Regions from separate parts of the Gossypium hirsutum genome. Here regions 1 and 2 are each linked to region 3. Evidence: chromatin contacts called from public Hi-C data. All regions are on one chromosome and are shown on one strand. Each heading gives the region's core, a stretch centred on a gene start, on an enhancer-like site or on the middle of the called end of the contact. The rest is flanking DNA. Distances are from core to core; before and after follow the strand shown. Region 1 has its middle 4.8 kb from the start of LOC107945972. Region 2 holds the start of LOC107945961 (serine/threonine-protein kinase EDR1). Region 3 holds the start of LOC121223339 (rubredoxin).

Region 1 (3,541 bases), core at 465-2,964, 150 kb before region 3:
TAATAGAGTTGATGTTACAAGTTAATTGGGTATTAATTTGATTAGAAAATTACAAAAATGCCTTTCCATAATAAAAATAAGTAATAGTATTGGGAGTATTTTAGTCTTTTCATTTATAAAAAATCAATAAAAATATACATATGGTGAGATTCAAACTCACATCATCAATTGCTTTAGTAAAACCTTCATTTACCACTCAAGTTTCAACTAAAGTTTTATTTTGATATTTTTATACATTTTAATTTTATTATGCACACTTATTACCTTAATCAATTGTATCTATTCTATTATTTAAACTTCTGATTGAGTTGGTGTCACGAGTCAACCAGGCACCAACTCCATTAAAAAATTATGAGAATGTCCTTCAGTAATAAAAATAAGTAATATTATTCAAGAGTATTTTAGTCTTTTCACTTTAAAAAATTAATAAAAATATGCATATGATGGACTATGAACCCACATCATCAATTACTTCAATAAATCCTTTAATTTACCACTCAACTAAAGATTTATTTTCATATTTTTGTACATTTTATTTTATTAAGTACACCTTATTACCTCTATCAGTTATATATACACTATTTATTAGGCCCTGATTGAGCTAGTGCCACCCTCAACATAATCACCAACTCGGACAGAAAATTATGAGAATATCTTTTGTAATTAAAAGAAGTTATATTATTCGAGTGTATTTAGTCTTAACCAAAAAGCAATTAAAATAAACATATGGTGGAATTTGAACCCACACTAATTTGATTACTAAAATCTTAATTTGACCACTCAACCAAAGCTTTATTTTAATTTTTTATATAATTTTGTTTTAATATACACAATTTATTATTTACATTAGTTGTATAATTAGTTTTAAATCATACGTTTTATTGTTTATTGTATCTTACTTTTAAATAAGCCTCTGTGTTTTAAATATGTGATTTCCATACGCATATGCGTGTGATAAAATTTTTAGTATTAATAATGGATTGGACTAAGTTAGCAAGTTAACTCGATACTAACTCAAGATAGATGACAACACCATGATAAACAATTTAATCTAATCTTCAAACAATAAGTTTCATTATTTATTGTTTGTTATTTTTAAACACATGTTTATGTTTTAAATTTGTAATTTTCCTACGTTATGCGTGTGATAGAATTTCTAATTAATTTTATATAACAAGAGGTTTAAGAAATAATTATAGAAAAAAAATTGAAAAGGTTGGATATTCAACCTTTATATTAAGAAAATTTACTTGTAGCCTTTCAATAGCCAAAATAAAATATATTATAAAAAAAAAAACTTTTCTACAATGGTTGAAAAGAAGGAAAGAAAAACAGTAAAAAACTACAAATTGAAAAAATGAACTAGAGCTATCCTAGAAAGGAGAAGAAATGAAATGAAAGCACACCCACCCAAACTTTTGATGAAAGGGAAATAATAATTATGTAATAAATTAATAAAAATAAATGTCAAAACCCTAAGATCGAATTACTCGAATAGTAAGAAATTAGATGTTTTTTAAATAAAAGTTTTATGAAAGGAAAAAACAGTTTCATTTAATCTGGATCCACTCTAAATTTAATATATAATTTTTTAATCAGAAAAAAGGACAAGTAAAAAACAAAAAGCAAATAGATAAGTGTTGGGGTTGGGGTTGGGGTTGGGGTTGTGGTGGCTATCAAGATTCCAAGGTTCAAAGGGGTTGGCCTAATCAAGTTGGTTTAATTAAGTGTCACTACCAAACAAATCACTTTAAGCAAAGCTAATGTTTTAGGCAAAGCAGTGAATAAGACCATACATTTTTTAGCATTTAATTTGCATGTGAATTTCAGACCTCCATTGTCATGACATGTGCCCTATCCCCCCACACTGCACACATGACCTGCTTCTTTCTTCTTCTTTTTTTGGGTTTTTGCAACATTTTGGTAAGATATTATAAAATTTGTACTTACAATTTTTTTTAACAATTTTATTATAGGTTCTGATTATATCTATTTTTCTGATACAATATCTAAAATTATCTATAGCCCCTCCTCAACCCATAAATAGAAAGATAATGCATTTCAACGCACTCAAACCCATATGCTCATGCATTGACAATAATACTCATGCCAATCAAACTAAAATTTAATTGATTAATTAAGAGATTTTTTAAAACCAAATTTTCATTAAATACATCAATATATAAAATTTCCGCTTTCCAAATACTAAATTTACATATAAAATAAGAGTCATATATTGGAAATTTTATTTTAATGTGTAATGTGACATTTAATTCTAATTTCATGTAATTATCAACTATATTATATTTTAATTTTGATTTAATTATTATAAATCACCATCACTATTATTAATGTGATGTTATTTTACATTTACTTTTTGCATATAAAAATAATTATAGTTACCTAAAATGAAAAATTAGTAGAGCTATTTGTTTTATTTACGTGCGTAATAAGATTAAAATCAAAATTTTATATGAATAATTGAATAAAAATTAAAAATACTTTTACACAATTGTTCAAATCAAAGTTTATACATTACAAATTGAATAAGTGTTGACATATAATTTTGGGATTTATTTTTGTAAAATAATAATATAAACACTGCATTATACATTTTAAAAATAAAAAGAGTCAAATATGAATTAACTCTTTTGCAAAAAAAAAAAACCCAAGTAACATAGCTTCTTTGACCATGGGCAAGCAAGCACATAATAATTCATTGAAGGGAAAGATGCGTTTAAGTACACTTGAATTTATGCTCTAATTGTTGTAATAACAACATTATCAATTGAAGTAAAACTCAAGTAGTAGTATATATTAACTATTTATGTATGAGGAAGGATCCATTCACACCGATATATTTTTATATGATTAATATTTTAATGATCCAACTGTTAAATTTACTGATACAATTATACTTATCATGCATGTAAAAAATTGAACCGATCCAATATATCTATCATGTCGATCTAAAATATTGTATATATTAATATTTATTTAACAATTTAAAATTTTTTATAAAATAAATAGTTAAAAATTTTAAATTTGACATGAATGATCTATATAAATGGAATATAAAATATGAAGGTTGGGTTGTTAAAATATTAATAGTACAACAATATACGAAAAGATGTAAAACTATTTTAATTTTATACCCGTACATTGTTATGATATTATTTAATATAAAATAATTTAAATCCTAAATTGTAAACGTGAGAATATTAGGGTTAGGAAAGCCTATTTTTAGCTTGGGTTGAATAAAAAAAAAAGTCTAAAATTTCTTTTTGTTTGTCAAAAAGAGATAAATAAAGCAAAGGACACTTTCTCAATGGGAAACTTTGTAAGGGACATTTTGCTTTTGAGCGGGAAGAAATGTATGCTTCTATATTCTTCTTTGGAATTATAATTATTATACTCACCTCATTTTTGTACGGAAGTTTGATTAATTGATTCTTCATAAGAATTTTTTCCCCTTCAATTTTCAAATTTAACATTATAAAAGGAACAGAAATTTACTTTTGCCATGATTGCTAAAATTATT
Region 2 (3,396 bases), core at 486-2,985, 150 kb after region 3:
GTTAATTTTTTAAAGAATTTTCTTCTCAAGTATTATTGATAATTTTTTATAATAATTAATATATATTTTTAGCATGTAAGACTATTTAATTATATAATTACAATTTGAACTACCAAATATGACATAGGAATTATAATATAATTACATTTTATTAGCTAAAGACTTCTAAGAAATTAAATTTTTTTTATAATTACAAGAGAATGTAGTTACTTCAATTTCTTTGTAATGTCCGAACACACCCTTAAATTATGTTTGGTATATTATGGAATATAATTAGACTATTTGATAAATAAAATTTTAAAAAATTAAAAATAAAGTATTTGGATAATGTTTAAAGAAATAAAATAAAAATTTAAAAAATTCAAAACAAAGTATTTGGATAATGTTTAAAGAAATAAAATAAAAATAATTGAAAAAATACATTAAGTGATAAGTGACTCATTATCTCCTTATCATTTTATACACTTTTTCTTTGAAAAGTTCTATATTTTGTTTTTTTTTAATGGATTATCAAAGTGCTTGAAAAAATCATTGAAAATATTAATTTTTAGTTGATTTAATTTTTTCAATGAGTTAGCAGACAAGCCCTAAATCTTAAAAAATAATAATCAAAATTTATGTATTATTTCTAGGTCAAATTATGATAATAATCCTTGTACTATATGTAAATTACAGATTTGGTCTATGTATCTTATTTGAACAATTTTAGTCCATGTATTTTTTAAATTTAAAATTTTAATCTTGACTCAAAAGGTAATTGTTAAATTTATTAGGTTAAATCTACTATTAGTCTCATACTATGTGTAATTTGTGGATTTAATCCATATTTTCTAATTTGATAGTTTTTAGCCCCTATACTTTTTGAATTTTGAAATTCCAATATTGACTAAAAACAATAGCCTTTTAAGCCCATTAATAAAATAACGCAACTTTTTTATAAGCATTATATGAAAATAGTAAGCTGGCATGACATTACACTTATGATAATATATTTGTTGCATAAGGTTTTTAAAATAACAACATTTAACTTGATGAATTAAATAATTATTATTTTGGTCAAGACTAAAATTTTAAAATTCAAAAAGTATAAAAAATTAAAATATCAAATTAAAATATAAAAAATAAATTTACAACTTATACATATTAGAGAGACCAAGAACAAAATTTGACCAAAATTTTAACTTGGTGTTATCAAATTCTAACTTATATAATTTTGTCAAACAATGTCTTATAAAGTTTATGGACCCATAAACAACAGCCACCCTAATGTTAGTTGAACCGGATTGAATCGAAAAGTATTTTTGAATTGATTGAATCGAAATTGGATACAAACCGATTAAATTGATTAAAAGTCGATAAAATTTATGATCAAATTGATTGAATTGGTGGTCAAATTGATTAAACTAAAATTATTTAAAATTTTTAAATTTTTAACAATTTTTTAATTGAACTAATTAAACCGATTGAATCAATTGGATTGACGAACTGGTAAACTTAAACGATTTGATCACCTATCCAATTTAAAAAACATTATGGTCCTCCACTCCACGTATGCAAAACTCAATGCCAGCGTGTCATATTTCCATTGGTTTCCTTCACTTGAACATCGTCAAACGAATGCGCGTGTAGGAAAAGATTATGAATGGCAATTTCGTAGATATTTCTCAAAGACAAGCCGTATTATTACCCACCAAGACTACTATATATACATACAGCAATACCATTCCTCTAAGTTTCCCTCCTATTGTTTCCGACATTACGTTGACCCTTCCAAAAAAAAAAAGAAAGTAAAGAAAAGAAAGTGAGAGAGAAAATGCGAGAAAGCGAGGAAACTGAGAAAGTGAAGAAGATGAAGAAACGAGAAAAAATGAAGCACATTTTTAAGAAGCTGCACATAGGAAGCAGTAACGATCCCGCTGATAATCAACGCGCCGCGTCGGAGAACTCTCCGGCGAGTCCTCCTACTACAACTAGTGCATCATCGTCCCCGGTGACCGCGACGACTGTGCCTGTAACATCGAGCACGGGTTTGATTACGCCGTCATCAACGGTGACTGCGACGAATCGAGCGTCTGATTATATGTTATCGGAGGAAGAGTTTCAGGTTCAGTTAGCCCTAGCTATAAGCGCTTCGAATTCGGAGGATCCGAAGAAGGATCAGATCCGAGAAACGGCTATTTTGAGTTTAGGGAGTCATCATCGGATGGATTTGGGGGTAGGGAGGGATAAGGATGATGTGGCAGCCGAGGTCTTAGCCAGGCAGTATTGGGTAAGTGTTTTGTATTTTTTTTTGTGTTTTTTAAGAATTTTGAAGGTTGAATTGGAATTTTGGTAGATCGAATTGGACTGAATGAGCTAGAATTTTGCTTGTTGTAGTTGGTTCAGCTGGCTAAGTTTCGGACTATTTAATTAGGGCTAGTTACTGTATTGAATTTATGTGGAAAAGCTCGAATTAATTGTGCTTTTACTGGAGAAATGGAAGTTAATAGTGAATTGTTTTTACTTTAACTGTTTTGTATCTGATCATGAAGTAGGTTACTCTGGACTCTTGCTTCTTGTGAATTGTGGTGGATAAGCTGGGAAGAGCGTCTACCTTTAGGTTTTGATGGTTTCTAGGAGTTTTATGTCTTCTTTTGCTTGATACTTTTTTGAGGGTTGACCTGAAATTTTGGTAAATCTAATTAAAGTGAGTGGCCTGGATCAGGGGCGTTTAGTTTCTGCTATTGATTCATTTTTGGATTGATTGATTAGCGCAAGCTATGGTTTGAGCTTTATTTTGGATTCTCATATATGGTGAATTTTCGTGAAAAAGCTTGAACTAATATGTGTTTCCACAAGAATTATGGTAGTTTATATACATTTTATGGTATTTTTTATAATCAAAATTTGAGCTTGAATGGTTTGCTAACTAGGAATGAAGTACCTGGAAACTGAACCATGGTGCGTTCTTGTGAATGAGCTTTAGTTTTTACGGTTAGCATTTGACTTTGCTGGTGTTACAGTTTGGAATTGGTCATATTGGGCCAGTTACTGTAAGAGTTTTGCTTCTTGCTAAGCCGTGTAGGGTAAGCTGGTGAAGCAGCTATTACTTAGATATTTTTTGTAATGGTCAGTGTTACAAATTTCAGGATTTAATCAGAAGCTTGGAGACCTTGAAGGATTTTAATGTTAGCAGAAATCATTTTATAAGCCGAAGAGAATCCGTTTAAATTGTCTTTGATAGCATGTTTCTATGTGCTCTTAGTCATGGCCTTTTTACATGTCTTGTTTTGCTTTAGTTGATGTTTGTTGTCTGGCCTATACTTATGCTGACTTGCAACTTTTTCCAATGCTTGAATCAATGATTTCTTTTAAAAAAAATCCAAATAAATTTTGACTGCTTCTATAACTAGATTT
Region 3 (3,534 bases), core at 416-2,915:
ATGAGACCGAAAGAATAAAAATTATTTTATAGACCCTTCTTACCATATCATCTGTGATCTCTATCTAATTATTAATGATATTTTAATAATTTTTTTATATTATTAATACATAATTTTGATAATATTTTTACTCTAAATTTTAAATTCAAATCACGAATTTTAAACACTAAACCTCAAACTCAAACTCTCTGCAAGTTAATTTTTCAAACGTTGACCTATCTTAATTGAAATATTTTAAAGTTTTAAAAATCAATTTAATTTCTGGGTTATAATTTTACGGGAATTAACTTTTACAATCATTTTACAATTAAGTCACAAGTTGAAGAAGAAATTTAAAATTTTCTATATATGTTAAATCTCCCGAACACGCGCCAAGGAAGCGCGTTGACTGTTAGCTCTCTCTAACCAAACATCCCACCTTCCCCTTCCTCTTCAACCGAGTCCAACAAACACGCTTTCCTAATCACCGATTCCTCGTGAACCTCTCATGGCTTCGGAGCAGTACGGCGCCGTTTTCGAGGTATCTCAGGACGACGACGACGAACCTTCTTCCTCCGATAACGAGATCAACGAAAATGACGACGTCCTTAACGGTAACGAAGACGTTTTGAACGATGAAGAAGACGAGGTATTGTTAGAGGAAGAAGAAGACATAAATTCCCCTTCTTTACTCCCTCAACCGATCCCTTCCCAAGTATCCTTCGCCTCAGTCCCTGCCGTTCCTCTCGCCGTCCCCTCCGCTGCCGCCGTAACCATCGCCGCCATCTCGACCGACGAATTGCCTCCTGATTCCAAAAGCCAACGCGTCGATTCCGTTGTGGCGGAGAAAAAAACTCCGCCGCCGCAGCAATTGGACGATTCGCGACGGTTATTTCAACGGTTATGGACCGACGAAGACGAGATCGAGCTTCTCCAAGGGTTCCTCGATTACACAATGTTGAAAACGAGCTCAAATCCCTCTTCTACTTCTCACCATCACCATCAAGATACGGCTTTGTTTTACGATCAAATCAAATCGAAACTCCAGCTGGATTTCAACAAGAATCAATTAGTGGAGAAGCTTCGAAGGTTGAAGAAGAAATATAGGAACGTGATTAGCAAGATCAGTTCAGGTAAAGAATTTTCCTTCAAAAGCCCTCATGATCAAGCTACTTTTGAAATTTCTAGAAGGATCTGGAATGATGGTGTTAGCAAAGTAGAAGATAATGTCTTAGATGATGACGAAAATAACAATAATAACAACGCTAGTTTGATCGATGAAAGTGGAGAGAAAAAGAATTTGACACAGAAACCAGCAGCCACGAAGAAAAGGTCGAGAAATAAAGGAGTGAAAATGGAGGAAAAAAGAGATGTAAACGATGGAATTGTGCATATAGATAGTAACTCTAATGATAGGGTTAATAATGATAATGGTAATGTAGAAGCACTTGGTGGTGGTAGCAGTGGAGGAGGAGCTAACACGGGGGCGGCCGGGGTCATAGAGGAGACCGTGAGGAGTTGTGTAACACCCTTGTTTAAGGAGTTGTTAGGTAGTGTACTGGGAGGAGGAGGGGGATATGGAGGAAGAGGGATCAGTGGATTGGTGATGAATGCAATTCCATTGTGTTTGGGCGGCGGTGGGGGCAACGGGGAATGGATGGATGAAAGATGGAGAAAGCTGCAGATAATGGAGTTGGAAGTTTATTCGAAACGGGTGGAGCTGGTGCAGGATGAGATTAAGGCGGCTTTGGAGGAGCTCCGGTCGATGAATGGGTGATTTTGGATAAGCTGATATAGTGTAGGGAAGAAAGTGGCTTTTGGGTTTCGGTTGATTTGATTGAAATGATGGTTCTGCTTTGCTTAGTTTGTTTGTTATAATTTTTTTTTTTCACATTTGTGTACAATATATGATATATTCAAACATGAGTTGGGTTGATTTGCTTAGAGGATGTTATGTTACGATTAATGTAAAGCCTTGACAGAATGCTTTTTGGGTTTTGGAATAACGAGTTCTGGTTATTTTGAAGCTGAAGCTTATTCAACTTGATTTGATGTCATGGGTAAATGTTTGGTAGTTTCAGAGGGAAGACACTATGGTGTGGTTTTTATATGAGCATAATAGAAAAGAAGGGCTGCAAAATTGAATGTTTGATTAGGTTTCAGGCTATTCTGATTCACATTATCAATATATAAAATTTCTTGGGTTATCCCAGATCCAATCCGTCTATTTTGTTTGTAAAATTAAATGTCGATTCCACATACCATGGTGAGGTGGCAAAGTCTTTGATATCAGTCTCGGGATCAAAACTTCGTATTTGATCCTGGAACAATTTCTACCTTTCCTTTGTAAAAAGGAAAATGAGGAGTTGGAGCCCAAGTGAAAACCAGGCTTATCCAAGTCAAAACAAAAAATTAGCCCCATAACAAGAAGTTGCATGGTAGACAGAGAGACAGGTGCCTCACCTTATCCAAATCCTTTTATTTTTTTCAAACAGGAAAAGAGCATATGCCCCTTCCCTTCCATGGATCCCTTTCATTTCTCCTCCACCCACTGCCAAAAATATCACTAAACCAAGTCTGACGCCAAAACCCAAAATCAGTAAAAATAGAAAGAGAAATCCTCCATTGAAATGGCATCTGCAACAGCAAGACTCATTTTTCCTCTTCACCACTTAACCCAACCTTGTCCGAAGCCCAAAAAACCTAATCTCTTTCCCTTCCATAAACTCCTCTCCAGAATTCCTCCCAACATCCTCCAAACCCATAGAAACCAACCCCATTTCACCGTTCGTTCCATTGATGTCTCAAAAGAAGACAGTCAAGAAACCCCAACTTCTGACCCAGATAACAAACAATCTCCATCAGTGGAAGAAACAAGTGGGGGAGAAGAGACGATTGACAAACGCAGGTTAGAAGAGAAGTTTGCTGTGTTGAACACAGGGATATATGAGTGCAGGTCATGTGGGTTCAAGTATGATGAAGCAGTGGGTGATCCTTCCTATCCAATTCCACCAGGGTTTCAGTTTGATAAGTTGCCTGATGATTGGAGATGCCCTACCTGTGGGGCTGCAAAGTCTTTCTTTGAGAGTAAGAGTGTTGAGATTGCTGGGTTTGCTCAGAATCAGCAGTTTGGTTTAGGAGGCAATGCTCTTACTTCTGGTCAAAAGGCCCTCTTAATTTATGGCAGTTTGTTCTTCTTCTTTGTGCTCTTCTTGAGTGGCTACTTTTTGCAATAGGTAGGTAGGGTGCATAATATAAATTTCTGTAATTGTTCTTTGCCTTAAAGGTATATTTTTGTGCAAATAGGAAAATCCATCAACCCCCCCCCACCCCCCAAAAAAAATCGAAGCTTCTTTGAGTTTTGTGTTTCATTTTAGTTTTCTTGGCATTTCGTTGCTCCATGCATGCTTAAAATATAAAATTCAAGGGTTTTGAATAGATCATGGTACCATTGGCAACCATTAATCCAAAAAGAGATTTTTGTGGTTTCAAGTACTTTGAAATTATCTGCAAATCAAGATTGTAGAATCTTAGATATTGAATGATCCTTCCCCA

What was found. Hi-C and Micro-C count contacts between places; a contact is called where the count stands out from the background.
Region 1: a Hi-C map of leaf shows a contact between it and region 3, with 1.7 times the contacts expected there. The contact joins the enhancer-like site here to the promoter of LOC121223339 in region 3. A contact is called at or near these places in 4 of 34 Hi-C or Micro-C datasets (all in leaf).
Region 2: a Hi-C map of leaf shows a contact between it and region 3, with 2.5 times the contacts expected there. The contact joins the promoter of LOC107945961 here to the promoter of LOC121223339 in region 3. A contact is called at or near these places in 3 of 34 Hi-C or Micro-C datasets (hypocotyl and leaf).

What each region holds. Positions count from the first base shown.
Region 1 is chrD11:59,097,722-59,101,262 of Gossypium_hirsutum_v2.1, forward strand. No RefSeq gene overlaps it. Among protein-coding and RNA genes, the nearest start is that of LOC107945972, 4.8 kb to the left of the region's middle. Within about 2 kb of position 1,715, at least 4 of the 9 cell types and tissues checked have an H3K27ac peak or open chromatin away from gene starts, as enhancers often do. A contact at or near this core is called in leaf, where this site is marked.
Region 2 is chrD11:59,398,869-59,402,264 of Gossypium_hirsutum_v2.1, forward strand. LOC107945961 (serine/threonine-protein kinase EDR1) reads left to right here and starts at 1,736. Exons shown (of 13, transcript XM_041104605.1): 1 at 1,736-2,269. The coding sequence starts at 1,814.
Region 3 is chrD11:59,252,306-59,255,839 of Gossypium_hirsutum_v2.1, forward strand. It overlaps LOC121223339 (rubredoxin), which reads left to right and starts at 1,666. Exons shown (of 1, transcript XM_041104600.1): 1 at 1,666-3,350. The coding sequence starts at 2,610. The coding sequence ends at 3,215. LOC107945964 (probable transcription factor At3g04930) reads left to right here and starts at 229. Exons shown (of 1, transcript XM_041104599.1): 1 at 229-3,350. The coding sequence starts at 488. The coding sequence ends at 1,756.